Linked DNA regions of Mus musculus: region 2 is linked to region 1. A link is a contact called in public Hi-C data. All regions are on one chromosome and are shown on one strand. Each heading gives the region's core, a stretch centred on a gene start, on an enhancer-like site or on the middle of the called end of the contact. The rest is flanking DNA. Distances are from core to core; before and after follow the strand shown. Region 1 holds the start of St8sia4 (ST8 alpha-N-acetyl-neuraminide alpha-2,8-sialyltransferase 4). Region 2 holds the start of Gin1 (gypsy retrotransposon integrase 1).

What was found. Hi-C and Micro-C count contacts between places; a contact is called where the count stands out from the background.
Region 2: a contact with region 1 is called in a Hi-C map of CD8 T cells, with 5 times the contacts expected there. The contact joins the promoter of Gin1 here to the promoter of St8sia4 in region 1. A contact is called at or near these places in 4 of 39 promoter capture datasets (the C10 cell line, the HPC-7 cell line, cranial neural crest and 1 more), 2 of 484 Hi-C or Micro-C datasets (B cells and CD8 T cells) and 2 of 115 datasets of contacts at active chromatin or transcription factors (astrocytes and large pre-B cells).

Annotation. Positions count from the first base shown.
Region 1 is chr1:95,666,080-95,669,100 of GRCm38.p6, forward strand. St8sia4 (ST8 alpha-N-acetyl-neuraminide alpha-2,8-sialyltransferase 4) reads right to left here and starts at 1,515. Exons shown (of 5, transcript NM_009183.2): 1 at 1,070-1,515. The coding sequence starts at 1,182. Gm30431 (predicted gene, 30431) reads left to right here and starts at 1,622. Exons shown (of 4, transcript NR_166710.1): 1 at 1,622-2,077.
Region 2 is chr1:97,768,734-97,771,754 of GRCm38.p6, forward strand. Gin1 (gypsy retrotransposon integrase 1) reads left to right here and starts at 1,439. Exons shown (of 8, transcript NM_026250.3): 1 at 1,439-1,522. It overlaps Ppip5k2 (diphosphoinositol pentakisphosphate kinase 2), which reads right to left and starts at 1,359. Exons shown (of 28, transcript NM_173760.5): 1 at 1,122-1,359.

The sequences.
Region 1 (3,021 bases), core at 265-2,764:
CCCCGCCCCCCACACAAAACCGCGCACACACAAAAATGCCAAAGCATCCTTCTTCGTTTCAAAGATGCCAGAGACAATGTAAAAACAGAAGGAAATCTCAGCCAGTGCAGTTTCCGACTGTGGAAAGCTCCGGACTTGGGAGGATTTCCGAAACAGGACTTTTAACAGAGTTGACAACAGGGCCATATCCTCAGATGTGCGCTTCCAAGCCTTGTCAGAGACAAGAAGTTACAAATCGCTCGCTCTGCTCCCGGATAGACTTCAAAGGCAGAGAAGCCAGGGGAGAGAGGAAGGAAGTGAGATATTTACAGAACTTAATGGGGCGGAGATTTTGATCACATCTTGACAAACTCAAAAAAAAAGAGCAGATATGGTCTGTAAAGGCGCAGTTCCCAGTTCCCTTCTAAAACTGTAACCATGAAACCCGGGAGTTTTATACGTAGAGGAGTGAATAAGGAATTTTCCTTATTGATACTGAAATGTCTAACTTAAAGAAAGAAAGAAAGAAAGAAAGAAAGAAAGAAAGAAAGAAAGAAAATAGATCTTACAGGCGTCCCCTCCCCCAACAAAAACAAACAAAAAAGAGTAAAGACCCACTTCACTTCTGTGACCATAAACTTTGGAGAACGCCGCTTTTTATGGTGTCCTCATAGACTGGCGGGACACAGAAGGAAAGAAAGAAAGAGAAGGCTTGAGGAGTAAAGACATCTCTGAATTCTGCTCAAGCGTTAAACTGACAAGGGCACTCGTTCTTTGTTGACACTTCTGCAGTGACTTCTTTGGTGAGCTGCACCCTGTGCCAATACATCTTTCACCACCACCACCACCACCACCACCACCACCACCACCACCACCACCACCATTGCACAGGGCAAGTTAAACTCATCCTAGAACCAGCATGGGAAACATGCACACACACCTCCAAAGAGCCTTTGTTATTTAATTCATGACACTCTGCACAAGCACGCCCAAACCAATACACACAGCACTCCAAAAACGTCACTCTCCCGGCTCTAAGCACACTTCACTATGGCTTGATTTGGTGTCATATCCTTGAACATGCATTTACCCGATGAGTTGCGTCTCTTGGTGCTCCTCAGTTCTGGCTATTTCTTTTGTCTTATAAAAGATCAGGAGTAGACTTATAGTGCAGATGGTCCACCGTTTTCTAATTGAGCGCATCTTGGGTGCCCGGGAAAGTCCTGGTTGTCCCAGCTCAGGCACCTTCTCCTGGTATAAAGGCTCCGTTTTGGGATGATAATCAAGGGGGAGAAATCTGAAAATTGCGAAGGGAGCGTGGAGCCGAGATCCCAGAATCAGGTCGCTAGGATGTTCAGCGGTGGAGCTCTCCCGGTTCTCCAGCGCTGCCCAGCTCCCTGCCGCGCAGTTAGCGCTTACCGGGCCCGGGTCGCTCTGCGCCGCCTCCCTGGGGCTCAGGTTTCTTTTCAAATGTGACACCTTGTGCATTGGAGGTGGCGGTTTCTTCTGCAGCTGGGCTCGGGGGCGTCACTGGCCCTTTCCTCGCCGTAGCAGGGAAACGATAAGCAAGGCCAGCCAATCACCGTGCTGAGGGGGCGGAGGCTGCTGTTGCCTTGCGTTACTGGCGGCTGCTCGGAGAGTCGTTGTGAGCTCGGTCTGCACTATGCCGGGTGGAGGAAGCTCACAGTCGCACGCGGACGCGTTCTTGCGCACATGCCCCCAAACCACAGACACACACAGAACCACACTATCTCCTAGGACGCCCAAACGTCAAGGCTCCAGATCCGCCAGCTTCGACACCAGCATTCATCTCATCTGAGAAAGATGAGACTCATCCCACCAGAGGAACGCAATGGCTAGGGATAAGGATAGCTCGAGAAAGCAGCCTATCATTCAAAGCGTGTTTGCTAAACATACGTAAACGCACGGGCGAATAAACCCGACCGAAGCACAGTGAAATCCAACAGGGAAGTGGAAGGGGAACGTTCATTATTCAGTGCACAACTCTGTCTGGAAAATACGATTATTCACAGGAGCTGATGAGCTGATCTCGCCCGCAGAGTGGATGGGTAATGAGGATCCCAGCTTGAAGCTTGAGGTAAGCAAGTGAAGTCGGAGGCATCCTTACGAACATTATGGACACTTCTGTGACCCACGCGTTGTCGTTTGGAAACTCCTCACGAAGTGAAGGCAAATCCAATGCCATTTAAACTTCACTGCTGAGACCAGAATTCTGAGAAAAGGCAGCGTCCTCCGGCACACCCACCAACACATTCGTAATCCTAGGGAAGAAGAAAGGAAGGGTAAAAAGCAGGAAAGGCAGGCTCCTCTTGAAAATCCAACTGAAGTGTATTGGGCTCTGATTTTCACCCCTCTTCCCGCCTACCTTTTTTTTTTTTTTTTTTTTTTTTTTTTTTTTTTTTTTTTTACTTCTATTGTATTGTGCAGCTGGCGCGCTTTCTGAGTATTCTAGCTGAGCACCTCTCCATTCCTAGTTTCTGGCACATTCAAGAGAGCTGACTGCTCAGGCTTATCACACCTAACATCTACATGCTTCCTCAGCAGGAGACAGAGCCTGGAAACCAGACTCCTTCCTATCTGTGTGCCTTGGCCCCAGGATTCCAGAGGCTCTGAAGTCTGACTTCCTGCTCCTTCACTGAGCAGTACCTTTGCTAGTCCATTAGCCCATTAAGTTTGCACTTTCCACATCAGCAAATGAGAAGGCTCACCACCAGGATTTGGGTATCCTTGGACTTAGGAAGAATTCAGAGTGACTCAAGGAGCAGCATTAAGTAGAAAGACATGACCCTTGCTTAAAACCCGAGGTTCTAGAACCTTTGCCTAGCTGCTGAGGTCTTTAAAAGTAAACCAACAGAGCTTAGTATAAGACCCTGTTTATGTGTGTCAGTTTCTATTCAAGGTTTAGGAAGTTAAGTCTCCTAAGTTTTGAGAACCTAATCTCTGCAGGACAGGCAACCAAAGAGCCAAGTCTAAAATGCATCAAGGAGCAAGCAATTATGAGTCTTTATTGACATTACAAGT
Region 2 (3,021 bases), core at 189-2,688, 2.1 Mb after region 1:
CGACAGTCTGAAATATGTAATTCTACAGCACATACAGAATTTGCAGAAAGATCACGACTGTCATTTGTCACACACATATACACAAGCACACTATGGATGCATAACCTCTGATAGTTAGTGAAGAAACTGGAATAACAAGAGCAATGGCAGGACAATAGAATACAGATGCTGGATTCAGATCTAGTTTCTAGTAAACACTCAAAGGTTTTCCTGTGGCAAAATGTAACCAGGGTAAGTTCCACTACCTCACTAACTTTCCATTTTCCGGCTTAAAAATATAATAACCTAACAACCTTCACGAGCCTCTTGAAAGGATGAATGACAATATATGTGCAAACCATGTGGTACTGTTACACACTAATATCAGCTATCGTTATATTATTGCTCAAAAACCACGGGTTTCAGTTAGAAAAAAAAAACTGTAATAGTGAAACAAAATCCTGCCCCGGTATAGGCTAATGCTTAAGTCAGCCATGCTTCCTACTTCTGTGTCTTCCAGGACGCAAAAAGCAAAACGACCATTACCACAAACCTCAAGAATGGTAACTCTCAGGAAGTTGTCCAGAACCTCCAGGATGAGATCCAAAGGTCACTATCTACATGGGAGGACGCAACGCTGTGTAATCGATAAGGCGCGGGTGCGGCATTGACCTGCAACCTCGTCTCTTACCTTGCAACGCCGCTGTGCACACACACACAGTGCTTTTGTTCTTTGGAAGTGGGTGTGGAAAGCAAAGACAAGCAGAGCAAAGGATAGGGAATGAAACAGACACCTCTCCCCACAGAAGAAGCCAAACAACGGCGCACCCCTCGGTGAACGGAGATCCAAATACAAGTCGAACGTGGGTAGCTCCCTAACTAGCGGGACTGCAATTTCGGGCTTTTCAAACTCTAGAAATGAAAAGAGGAAGCGACTCGGGAAGCGGAGGAGAAATCAAGCCTGAAAGGGACCCTGGGGATGTTCTGTCACTCGTCCACAAGCACGCTGCCCTCCGCGACTGTCCGTGGCTCTTGCAAGACCACGTGTCCCGCATCCGCACCGTGGAGCAGAGACAAAGCAAACACCTGGAGGCGGCGGCGAGCCTCGGGCTGCCGGAGATGTCGCCTCTCCCGGTCCTCACCTGCCGTGGCTGCGGGCAGCAAGCGATCTGCGGGAGATGCTTGAGCCCATCCAGGTTTCGGTTCCTCCCCCTTTAATTGCGGGGGCGAGGGAAGGACGCTTGTGCCGAGGCGGCTCTCGGAGGCGTGGACCTGAAGCTTCCCTCGCCGGCCACCGCGGAACCGCTGGCACTGGCACACCTCAGGAGCCTCCGACACGCCTCTTCCCTGCCCGCCCTCCACAGGGCTCCCACGGAAACTGCACCGGCCGGAACAGTTTCCGGCGGACCAACGACCCGCCTGAGCCTTCCTGTTCCACAAGCGCCACCAGAACTCCGACCCCCGGCAGTTCCGCTTCCGGTAGCACCAGATAAATCGCGAGAGGAGAGTTAAAAACCTGCCGTTTGCACTTAGGACCACTTCGGTGAGTGGTCGTTCTAGTGTGTTCTGTCATACCTATTTTTCTTTATTTTTTTCTTCATTTTTTTTAAAAACGGAGACGTAGCCTTCCAGTAACTTTAAAACGGTCCCCTTCGACTGCTCTAAGGACGGGTTTGACTAGCGGAGGTTTCGCGCAGGCGCCGTTTGGGGCGGGAGGGCCTTGAACTTGCACAGCGCCGCGGATGGTGGCTGCAAAGAGGCGAGGACTGTTGGGCTCAGGGAGGTGGCGACTCGGTATAATTGAGCTGTCAACGGTCCTTTTCCTGCTTAGGCAAGGATTAGCGGGACCTAGCCCTCAGGGGTCCGTTAACGAGGTGTCAAAAAGCTTGCGGAGCTCTCCCTTGCCGGCGGCGGCGAATGCTGGACTGCCTTCAAAACTCGAGTGCAGCGGCGCTTGTCCGAAGCTGGAGGAGTTTCGTCCTGCATAGTAGTCACCATTCAGTGTGAAAACGTACACCTGTGTAAAGGAACGAGCTCAAGGGGGGTGGGGTGGGGACCTTAAAGCTCTAAAGGGAAAATACACTTTTTAAAAAAATCTCAATTTTCAAAATGGACCTGAATTTGTCCTGTGCGGCTTTATCTGTATGCATATGGAAATAAAGGGAAAAGAGGCAGGGTATGGTCTGAAGTATTGCCGCCTCAGGCTTATCCCTGCCTCCTCCCAGTTAATATATAATTGTACGGGTTCAGTTTTCAGAGATTAAAGCAGAATAATTCAAAAGTCGGAACCCTAATCCCACAATCCTGTGTTTATTAAAACATTACAACTTTTGTGTTTTGAAGTTAGAATACAAACTTACTGTGTAACCTTTCATTGGCTTTAATAGTAGCTTCATGCTAAAAATAAAAAGAATAGTTAATTGTTTTCATTGGTTACGCAAGACAAAATTATAGATGTTAAGCAATAAGTATTGGTAAAAATATTTGTTGTTCTTAACGTTGTACGAGGAACATGCTGTAAAGACCTAATCAAATATCCTGATGAAATTGCAACACTTTGGTGCTCAGCTTTTAACGGAATGCATATGCCCAGCTGCCTCACCCGAGCTGACCGGCCTCCCTATCATGGGACACAGGGCTGTCCAACTGTGACTCAGAATAAACCATTCTCCTTGGTGCCTTTCCTGCTCATTTTATAGTAACAGTGACACGGTAGCTAATGTGGGCAGCTCTCACAATTGAGAGGCTTCTGTACAGCAAAGGAAACATTTGAGTGAAAAGATACCCTGCATAGTAGGGAAAAACCATTCCCACTAGTAGAAGACTGCTGCCTGGAATGTGCAGAGAAATCAAAATACTAAGGAAAAAATACAGAATCCAGTTTTATAAGTGGGTAAAGGACTGAGTGAAAAATTCTCAAAAGAGAAATACATGTCATCGAAACTATGTTTTAAAACTGTTAAACATCTTTATCCACTAGGTAAATGCAGATTAAGACAAATTTGAAATTTCATCTTAGGCCATTAAGGTCACCATCCTTAA